3 separate regions of the Sus scrofa genome follow, and all the other regions are linked to region 3. The links are chromatin contacts, called in public HiChIP or PLAC-seq maps. All regions are on one chromosome and are shown on one strand. The core of a region is the stretch at or near the end of the contact, and the rest is flanking DNA. Distances in the headings are between cores, read along the strand shown.

Region 1 (3,227 bases), core at 586-3,085, 780 kb before region 3:
AAGGTAGTGATTGCAAAGGTGCAGAAACCCTAGAGGTCAGGGATGGTGACAGTACCTTGAGCCACAGACTCGCACAGTGACAAATGCTGCTGCTGCTCTCTGCTCACTCACCCACGTTCACCCCTCTTCCCACATTTCTGCCTCTCCAGTCCCTCCAACCGCCCCCATCAATGAGGAGATGGGAGATGAGCTGCACCCCACCCCCGACCCAACATCCTGGGTCCTCAAAACTTTGGTTCAGGTTTTTGACTCAACAGGGGGCACAGCCTGGCTCAGATCTAGTCTGGGCATGAGAACCTGCCCCTGTTTTCTCTGGGTTCTAAGGTCCCAGACTTTGGAGTTGGAAACTCCGTGACAATGTGAGCTGTAAATCTTCGTGGCAGAAAAGAAAGGCTACAGGATAGAGGACAAGAGTGGGCATGGCAGAGAGATGGCTGTGAAGGAGGGGGGTGTGGGGAGCACAGGAGCTGGCAGCTGGTGAGCAGAAGAAATTGGGAGCTGAAAGGTCTAGAGGTTACAGACAGATGGATTCCTCAAGTGGAATCCAGCCCATAGGAACGTTTGTTTAGATTATACAATATTTTTATTTATTTATTTAGTCTTTTTAGGGCCACACCCATGGCATAGGGAGGTTCCCAGGCTAGGGGTCGAATTGAAGCTATAGCTGCTGGCCTGCACCATAACCACAGCAACACCAGATCCAAGCCACGTCTGTGACCTACACCACAGCTCACGGCAACACTGGATCCTTAACCCACTGAGCAAGGCCAGGGATCAAACCCGCATCCTCATGGATACTAGTCAGGTTTGTTAACCACTGAGCCACCATGGGAACTCCATAGATTATACAATATTGTTGAAACACTTGAGCCTGGTGTTCAAAAAGCATGTGTTGTATCGAATTCCAAGATTTCCAGCATCCTTGGCAAATCAGAAGATGTGGTGACAGTGGACCCCCATTCCCCACATGACAGCTGGCTGCAATTCTGTGAGCACTGCCCTCTCTAGAAGGTATGACCTTTATTTCGCTAGAGTCTCCACCACTCCCTATTGCCCTCCACCACCAAGGCTCAGCATCATTATCATTCCGCACTGAGCTAGCACTGTTTTTCCTGTTCCCAACCTGTCTCATGGTTTATCTTCCCTGCCTGGCCTCCTTGGACGCCTAAACTTGTGACCTCTTAACTAGTCTGAGCCCTTCATTTAACAGAAGAAATAAGCTCAGAGGCAGGACAGGATCTGGTGACAACGTCAAATGGATCCATGGTAGAAGCAAGACCAGAATTCCAGGACCCTCTTCTTCAGAGGACCTCCTTAGCCTGGAACTTCAATGCATGTCCCCGTGGCCGGGCTTGGAAGGTCTTTTCCTTTGTGGCACTCCTAGGTGGTCATGGGGACTCCCTCCCACCCATTAGGCCAACCTGCTGCCATAGGACCCAAGGTCAAAAAGGAAAAGGGCCTGTTTGTGTGGCGCTGGAGGGTTAGTCGTGTGATCTAGACGTGAATGCTCAAGTGGCAGGAAGCGTCTGAAATCAGAGCTAACTTGGGAGGCAGAAAACTCGGGGTTCCCGGAAGGGAGCCAGAGGGTGGTGCGAGGCTCACGCCAGGAGGGGAATGAAAGCCTGTTCTGTGGCCACCCAGACCCTTCCGTCAGAGCTGGCCACTTCTGCCTTTGGAAAGTGTTTCACAATGCCCCGGGCATGTGTGAGGACAGCCAAGTTGAGCTGAAGATGCGTAAAAGGCTATAGACCCACACACTCACCGGTTCCCAGAGAGGACGGGTGGACCAGAGAGCCACCCAGCACACCACTCACACAGAGAGCATCTGAGTCTGTGGTCCTCATGACAGGTGAGTAGCCCCCTCTGTCCAGGGACAGAGCCTGGATTGGAGCAGGAGGAGAGCATCAGGAGGGGCAAGGGAAGCCCCAGGTCCCCTGTGGGAGTCCTGGTCTTGACCACAATTCTGGACAGGAGCCTGGGGTCAGGCGCTTCACGTTGCCAAGGGCAGAGCCTCCCCCTGCCTCATCTCTGTGGGTTTGGAACCTCTGGGGTTTCCCTGGAAGCTGGAGGCAGGGATGAGACCAAAGGACACACACGTTGGCGTCAGTCTTCCCTGCTCAGAGCCCATGCCCTCTCCACATCCTCTGTGGCAAGAGGCCATCAGGATCTGGGGACCTCTGCATTCACATGGAAGGAGAGGAATCCAGAAGGCTCTGCTTCTCACACATCTTCTGGAAGGTCTGGTCGAGGGATGGATGTGATGGACTGAAGAAAGAAATCAAGGGCTCCTATTCAGCTGGGGCTTCATTTGCTTTCGCCCTGCCACCAGAAACAGGCAGGTCACTCACCAAGGCTCTTGGGGCCCCTGGCAGGTGACACAGGCCCCCCAAAGCAGAGCAGAACCCAATATGGCTCCATCTCCAGCTCACCGAGTCCAGGGCCACCACAAGTACCTCCCGGAGGGACCTACCTGAGTGAGAAGATCCCCATCCCGAATGCAGAACCGGTGAGAATGCTGGAAACTTCCTGGGGTCTTTTAGGATGGATAGGATCCCATGGGATCTCTCTGGCCAAGGGAGGGAGGTCCCCCGAAGACCAGGGCAAGTCCCTTCCAGATGGAGAGTGGTAACTGCCGTCTTCCTGTTTCTGTCCCCAGTGTTTGGCTGGGGTGCTGACAATTTGTCTAAAAATCACCAGGCAGCTTTTTGAACAAATCTGAACTTTCCTGGGAAGGGAAAGGGACCTGGGGTGCATTGAGATTGGAGCCTTGAGGATTTGTTGTAACTTTGAAGGAAAGGAGGCAGACTAAGGCATCAGGAGATGTGGAACTTGCGGGCTGGCTTCTAGGGCAGTGTTCCCTTGCATTGCCAGAATCTTTAGCAGATGCCCAGGCTGCCAGACCTAGCCCTGGAATGGGGGTGGGAAGACCCTAAGCTCAGGGGACTTCAGAGAGAAGAACCTGTGGTCTGAGAAGGGGCTGGGGAAGGAGGAGCTGGGCCACAAAAGCCTGACCCAGGGAAGCTCCCCTTCGGGCTCTGAGGATCTCCTGAGTCAGGGCTGGCGTGGGGTCAGATGTAGGCCACAGACACTGAAGCATCCAGAAAGCTGATCTGCCGTGACTCAGCAAACCCTGAGGTTTTCCCACCTGCATGCTCCACTCACCCGCAGGCCTGGCAGCTCCAGGAATGGGGAATGGAGGACAGGACTGGCCAACCTGGGCCAGTGAG
Region 2 (3,084 bases), core at 134-2,633, 620 kb before region 3:
TACCGCTGAGCCACTATAGGAACTCCCGGAATTCAACACTACTGATAACTTCTTTCACCTTTTCTACAAAACTTGTACTCCTCTATCCAGCTACGAAATGCCAAGAATTCCTCAGTGCCCCATCCGAGGTCCCCTTCCTTTCTAGCACTGTACTCTTTTTAGGCAATTTCATCCACAACCAGAGCTTCAATTACTTTCAACATAACAGATATATACATATAGATATAGATATATATACATGCACGCACAGACCTGTATATAGTTATATACACACACATCTGCCTATATATCCACTCAGAACTCTATTCTGAGCGCAAACCCAGTATAATCAACTGCCTACTTGACATCCTCTGATAGCTTTTCCAGTTAGACATGTCGGATAGTGCCTCCACAAAATAGGCATTTACACAGAAACTACATTTTGAAAGGATTATAAAATTACTCCAGGCCAACTCTCCAGAAAGAGGATTTTGTCATCAATTATCTTTTCGTGTCATGACCTACAACGGGTAAACCTGACAATCTGATCCGATGGCTAAAGATGGGGAACAACCAACCAAAACCACGACAAAAATACAATTCATGCTTTTTAGTTAAGAGATGGTTAAGGGAGAGAAGATGAAGAATGGTCAATAGAATGAAACAGTATCATGTCCCAAGGCCTGATGGACGTGCGGCAACGGAAGTCACCTTAAGTGATAGCAGGCCTCGCTAAGGGGGGCGCAGCGGAGGACAGCCCCCAGCAAAAAGGAGCCAGGTTTGAGTTGCGGGGGGGAGCGAGTGACAGTAAAAGACCAGGTCAAAGGAGGGGGAAAGCCTGGGGGAAGACCCAAGTAGAGTACCTGTGAGGCCAGAGGGGGCGTCGCGGGGATGGGGGCGGGCTGAGCAGCAGCCGGACGAACTCCAGAGGAGTGAACGCCGAGTGGGCGGACCGCAAGGGGCGGGGGGTGGGGGGGCCAGGGTAAAACGGCTCTGTGGAGACGCTCGCCGGGCCCGCCTTACCTGTGCCCGCGAGTCCGGAGCGCCGGACAGGCCTGCCGGAAGCACGGAGTCCAAGCGGAGGGGGAGGAGCTGGGGGTAAGGAAGGAAGGGACACCAAACACGAAAGAGAGGGGCCGCTCACTCCCCCAGTCAGGGAGAGCGGCTGATGGCGGGAACTGTGACCACACGCAAACACGCACGCACGCACGCACACTCGACGCGACCAGACGAGGTGCGTGCGCGAAAGCCTGGAAACTCCGCCCCTCCTACGCCCTCGCCCCGCCCCAGCACCGAGGGAAATCTCGCAGAGGTAGCCCCGCCCCTGTACTGATCGTAGTACGCACGCGCACTATCCATCTCACGCACTTTGCACCGCCCACCATTTCCCTCCGCGTCAGCCCTGTTGGGCATGCGCACTACTTGTCCCCTCCAGACTGCCGGGTTTTTCCCGCCCTTTACTGGCCTCTGGAGGAGGCTCAGAGTTCACGCCCCTCTATGGGGATACCTGCTCCGAGCCGGGGAATGCGAGGACTAGTAGGTGGCAGACGTCCTTCTGGTCCTGAATCTTAAGGGACAAAGGATAAACTCTAGGACTGTTAACTCTTTGGAGAGCTGAGAGGCGGGAAGAGGTAGTGTGGGAGGGGTCAGAGGTGAAAGGTCAGAGGGCTGCGAAGGGGGCGGAGCGAGCCGGAGGCGGATGGCGGCTGCGGCGGCTCATCATCTTTGGCGGCAGAGGCGCTGAAGCTGGGACGCGAGTCCGGCGCGTCCGGCAGTTGGAGGAGAGCGGCGGCCGCTCCCAACATGCACAGTCTGGCGACGGCTGCGGTAAGTGCCCGGGCCGCCAGGCCTGGGGCCCAGAAGCCTTCCTTAACCCCGCGTTTCGGCCTTCTTTTCCAGCTCCCTGTCTCGGTCCGGGAGTCCTGCTCCTCCTGCCCTCAACCCGCGAGGCCCGGGCCTCCCTCCTCGCCGCGCTTGGCTGTGGCGGAGCAGGCCCCCGCTTTCCTCGCCGGCCGGCTCTCGCGGCCTCTGGCGTGCCGCGTAGTGCGTTCTTTTCAGGCCCCGGGGCCTGGTCCCGCGGCCAGAGCGCCTCCTTCGCAGCCCCGACCCGCCATTCATTGATTCATTTGCTTGACCAACAGTTTCAGGGCGTCAGTTGCGTGCTTGGCGTCGGCGGAGCGAGGGGAGTTCCGCAGTTTGTCTGACATGACCCATGCTGTCGAAACTCCCAGCCTAGGCACATCGCGGCGGGGAGGAAATGGCTTTTAGCTCATGCCACTTGCTTTACAGATGCAAAATCCGAGACCCGGAGAAGTGAACAGTTACTACGTTTGACTTTCGATTCTCTGAGATTACAACCTTTTTTCACATCTCGTTTTACCAGCGTGATCTTTCACCAAGAAAAACAGTGTAAATCAACCTGCCTGAAGTAATCCTATGGCTTCCCATTGCATTGAGATAATATCCAGACTCCTTGCCTCGGCCTACAAGGTCCTCCCTGAACGTTATGTTCCTGACCCTCGTTTTCAGTCTCTTGTCACTGCTCCGCAGGCTCCAGCTACACTGGCCTCAGTTCCATCTTTTCTCCCTATGCTTTTACACTCCAGCTTGCACCTTCTGATCTCTATTCCTAGAATGCTCTCTCTCTCACACACACACATACTCACACACAGACACTCCCCCACCTCCTTCCTTTGCTATAGATGTCGGCTTCTCTTCCTCAGGTCTCTATCTCAGTCTCCTTGCCTGACCACCCTATTTGAAGTAGTTCTGGTAGTTTCGTTTGTGGCTCAGCGGGTTAAGAACCCAACAGAGTGTCCATGAGGATGCAGGTTCGATCCTCGGCCTCCCTCAGTGAGTTGAGAATCCGGCGTAACAGCAAGCTGCAGTGGAGGTGTCAGAGCGGCTCAGCTTCTGCGCTTGCCGTGGCTGTGGTGTAGGCCAGCAGCTGAAGTTCCAATCGGACCCCTTGCCCGGGAACTTCCAGATGCTGCAGGTGCAGCCTAAAATGAATGAATGAATAAATAAAGTAGTTCTGTAACCCCCAACTTTTCTCTGTTAGAGTACTCACCCTTCACAGAATTGATCCCAATTTGTAATTTGTGT
Region 3 (3,429 bases), core at 318-2,817:
GGCTGCTTACTTGCCCAGGGCCACAACACTGTCTAACCTGCCACAGGGCTGGAGAGCTCCTCCAGGCTACAGTCAGCTTCCCAGTCCCAGCCATAGTAGAGTCTCCTTCGGATCCGGGCACTCAGCTTCTGGTGTCCTGGGAGGAACTGGAACAGGGCAAGAGGGTGGCGGCGGGTGAAGGGCAGGGAAAGGTATGGTGGAGATCCTGGCTCGGGGCTTGAAGCTGGGTGCGGGACGGTAGGCCTGCCTCACAGCTAATGGGGCCTGGGCCCCACCCCGCCTCAAACTCTCTGGCTTGTTTGCCAAAGGCAGTCTGTCCGCAGGGGGTGGAATCCTTCTCCGCTGAGGGCTCCCGAGGAAAAGTTCTCCCAGAAGGGCCCCGGCTGGTCACCTCCTACCCCATTCCTGCACCCCCACAGCTCTCCCTGGGGGCCCAAGCAACCAGGGCCTCCAGTAGGCACGGCTCGAGCGGCTGACGCCCGGTTCCCCGGCAGAGCCATCAGGCAAGCTCGCGGCCCGGCTAGGGCCCGGAGGGGAGCGCCAGGGGTTTGGGCTCCAAGCAAAGAGAGGCCGGGGAGGGGGCGGGACGAGCGCTCACTGTGAAGTCCTGGAAGCCGGCGAGGGAGAAGGTGCCTTCTTCGTCCAGCAGGAGTCCGGCCAGGTCCATCGCGCTGCCAGGCGCCGCCCTGAGAAGGTGGAAGGGAAGGGAACGAGATTAAAGGGGGCCGCGGAGCAGTCCTTGATCGCCTGTTCACCTGCCCGCGGGTCTCTCTCGCGCGGGCCGCCGCCCACGCCGGTGCAGCCCCCTCCCCTCGCGCCAGCGGCTGCAGGCGGAGCCCGACGGGCGGGAACGTCTTCCTGTTCCGCCCCGGGTGGGGCTCCAGGATCTGGGTTCCGAACCCGGGAGTGGAGCTCCAGGGCTGGGGCGCCCACCTCACCGAGTAGAGAGAAGACCCGGTTGCGAGGCGCGTACGGTGCCTTTGCCACGCCGAGCGTCTGCTTCGCGTTTACAAGCCGCGGGGGTGTCGCTGGAGAGTCACCGCCCCGCACTTCCTGCCGCCCGCTGGGCCGAGCCGGGGAAGGAGCGAGGCTAGAACGCCTGGTGTCGAGAAGCCGGGGCAAGTCGCAGGAGTTAAACTCCAGGGTGCCCTCGTCTGAGAAATCAGGGCAGTTCCGAAGGGACCATGGCGCGCTGAGGATGAACGCGCCCGGCTGACCTTTTCCTATCCGTAGAAATGTAAACATAAAGACGTGGGCCGGAGAGTTGGCCCCAACTTTTAAAAAAGAGATATAACGTACATTTAAAACGCGTCAGAAAGAATGCACAAGTTTAACAGGGGTGAATTGTGTACAAGGTGGCAGGCGCACGTTTGGCTTTATATCCTCCTTTTAGTATAGCCTGTAATTTTAGACATAGTTAAGCACATATTTCGTAGGATTATTGCAGATTAAATGACTGCAATATAAAACGCTTGTTACATTGTAAACCACAGTAAATGGTGTCAACGTCCCCTCCCCCCAGAGTAAAGAGCTCCTAATAGGGTTTTATTTTTAAACTCTTCCCCCCAGACCCCAATCTCTTGAGCGAGGGATTAGAAGGAGTTCCGATGCGTGAAGGCGGGCTTGTTTACCGAAAGAGACGGGAAGAAAACAACTTTTCTGAGCAGGTGAAGCTGTGTTTTTGAGTCTGTAGAGTCAAACGGTGGTGTTTGTTTATTCGCTGAGGGGAGGGAACGGGGAGGACCAGTACGACGAGGGTTGAGTAATGGGATGGCCGCCACCCTTCCAGAGCAGAAATAGCTCCTACGAAAGACTCTGAGCATCCGAAGCCCACTTGTCGCCCTTCCCGGCCGCATCACACTGGGAATACCGGGCCAGGACCAGGTTCCCTAGCTACCCTGCCTACATAGGGAGAAGAAAATTGGCTGGGGTGGGGAAACACGGGGATACAGTCCATCAATCAGGAAGCTGACAACGCCCGGCGCAGCCAAAACACGCACCTGCGTAGGAGAAGGGTCATCGGCAGCCGCCTGCACGCAGGCGCAGACCGCCCTAGCCCAGCGGTTAGGTCGCCTCACGTGACGGGTTCGTCGCTCCGCCGTCACGTGACGCCCATCCGCGGCCTCGGCGGCCCGCTCCGCGGCGTGCGCCCCCTTCCGCCTGACGCGCCCCCGGCGGCGGCCGCGCAGCCCTGGCTCCTCGCGGGCTCGGGCGGCGGCTGCGGCGGGGCTATGGCTAGTGGTGGTGGCGGTGGTAACACCGGCGCGGGTGGGAGCCCAGGGCTGGGCCTGAGCCTGGGCCTGGGCCTGAGCTTAGGAATGGGTGAGGCCACCGGCGAGGCGGAGGAGGAGGCAGCCACTGCCGAGGCGGTGGGACGCCTGGCCACGACGCTGTGGCTGCGGCTCCGCGGCTGGGAGGCGGTGCTGGCGGCAGCGCAGCGGCTGCTGGTGTGGGAGAAGCCGCTGCACAGCCTGGTCACGGCGGCCGCGCTCAACGGCCTCTTCTGGTAACGGCCTCGGAGGAGGAGGGGGGCGGGGCCGGGCTGCGCGGGCGAGCGGGGGCGGGGAGGACCCGGAGTACCATTCCCTTCCTGGGGCAGACCCATCTCTCGGTTTTTAAAGGCTGTTGTCCGCCTGGGTTGCCCCATTCCCATTTCCCACTCGACTTTGGTTATCGAGCTAGGCCCAGAGGTTCCCATTCCCCCATCAGTGGGCGCTTGTTCGCCTTTTGCGATGGATGTGAGAGCCTTTCTCACCCACTCACCGCTGAGATGCCTGTCTCTCCTTAAGGTTGCTGTCTTCTTCGTCCCTACGGCCCATCTTTCTACTCAGCATCTCACTTTTAGCCTATTTTCTGCTGGATCTTTGGCAGCCTCGCTTCCTCCCTGCCATCCAGGGTGAGTGTTACTTCATTTTTTTCCCCAAGCCCCATTGAGCACTTGTTTTCTGCCTGACCCTCCTGGCCGGGTTGAATGTTGAGGGGATGTACAGCAGGCCACCTTCCTCCCAAGCACCACTTTTCCCCTGTCTGGTTGGAAAGTAGAATTTTCCCGTTTTCAAAACTAACGTTAGGAGAGTCTGTCCTGGCTCAGCGGAAGCGAATCTAACTAGCATCTGTGAGGACGCAGGTTGGATCCCTGGCCTTGCTCAGTGGGTTAAGGATCCGGCGTTGCGGTGAGCTGTGGTGTAGGTCACAGACTCGGCTCGGATTTGGCGTTTCTGTGGCTGTGGTGTAGGCCAGTGACTACAGCTCCCACTCAGCCCCTAGCCTTAGAACTTCCATATGCTGTGAATGTGGACCTAGAAAAACAAAAAGACAAAAAAAAAAAAAAAAAAAGCTAACATTATGAGTGTCATAGTTGAGATTGTAGATTCTACAGCCAGATTGCCTGGGTTCCATTGTCTTCTCTTATGTTTACCACCTTGTAAA

Evidence for each region. HiChIP or PLAC-seq counts read pairs in DNA pulled down with a chosen protein or histone mark.
Region 1: an H3K27ac HiChIP or PLAC-seq map of alveolar macrophages shows a contact between it and region 3. The contact joins the promoter of SLC11A1 here to the promoter of RETREG2 in region 3. A contact is called at or near these places in 1 of 5 promoter capture datasets (fetal liver) and 1 of 2 datasets of contacts at active chromatin or transcription factors (alveolar macrophages).
Region 2: an H3K27ac HiChIP or PLAC-seq map of alveolar macrophages shows a contact between it and region 3. The contact joins the promoter of CNOT9 here to the promoter of RETREG2 in region 3. A contact is called at or near these places in 2 of 5 promoter capture datasets (fetal liver and liver) and 1 of 2 datasets of contacts at active chromatin or transcription factors (alveolar macrophages).

Annotation. Positions count from the first base shown.
Region 1 is chr15:120,432,265-120,435,491 of Sscrofa11.1, forward strand. It overlaps SLC11A1 (solute carrier family 11 member 1), which reads left to right and starts at 1,836. Exons shown (of 15, transcript NM_213821.2): 1 at 1,836-1,849; 2 at 2,373-2,506. The coding sequence starts at 1,843.
Region 2 is chr15:120,588,971-120,592,054 of Sscrofa11.1, forward strand. It overlaps CNOT9 (cell differentiation protein RCD1 homolog), which reads left to right and starts at 1,384. Exons shown (of 9, transcript XM_001925220.5): 1 at 1,384-1,806. The coding sequence starts at 1,783. It overlaps USP37 (ubiquitin carboxyl-terminal hydrolase 37), which reads right to left and starts at 1,260. Exons shown (of 24, transcript XM_003133658.6): 1 at 1,003-1,260.
Region 3 is chr15:121,210,803-121,214,231 of Sscrofa11.1, forward strand. RETREG2 (protein FAM134A) reads left to right here and starts at 1,568. Exons shown (of 9, transcript XM_021074927.1): 1 at 1,568-1,667; 2 at 2,790-2,896. CNPPD1 (protein CNPPD1) reads right to left here and starts at 2,086. Exons shown (of 10, transcript XM_021074929.1): 1 at 2,001-2,086; 2 at 934-1,223; 3 at 599-686; 4 at 38-146. The coding sequence starts at 667.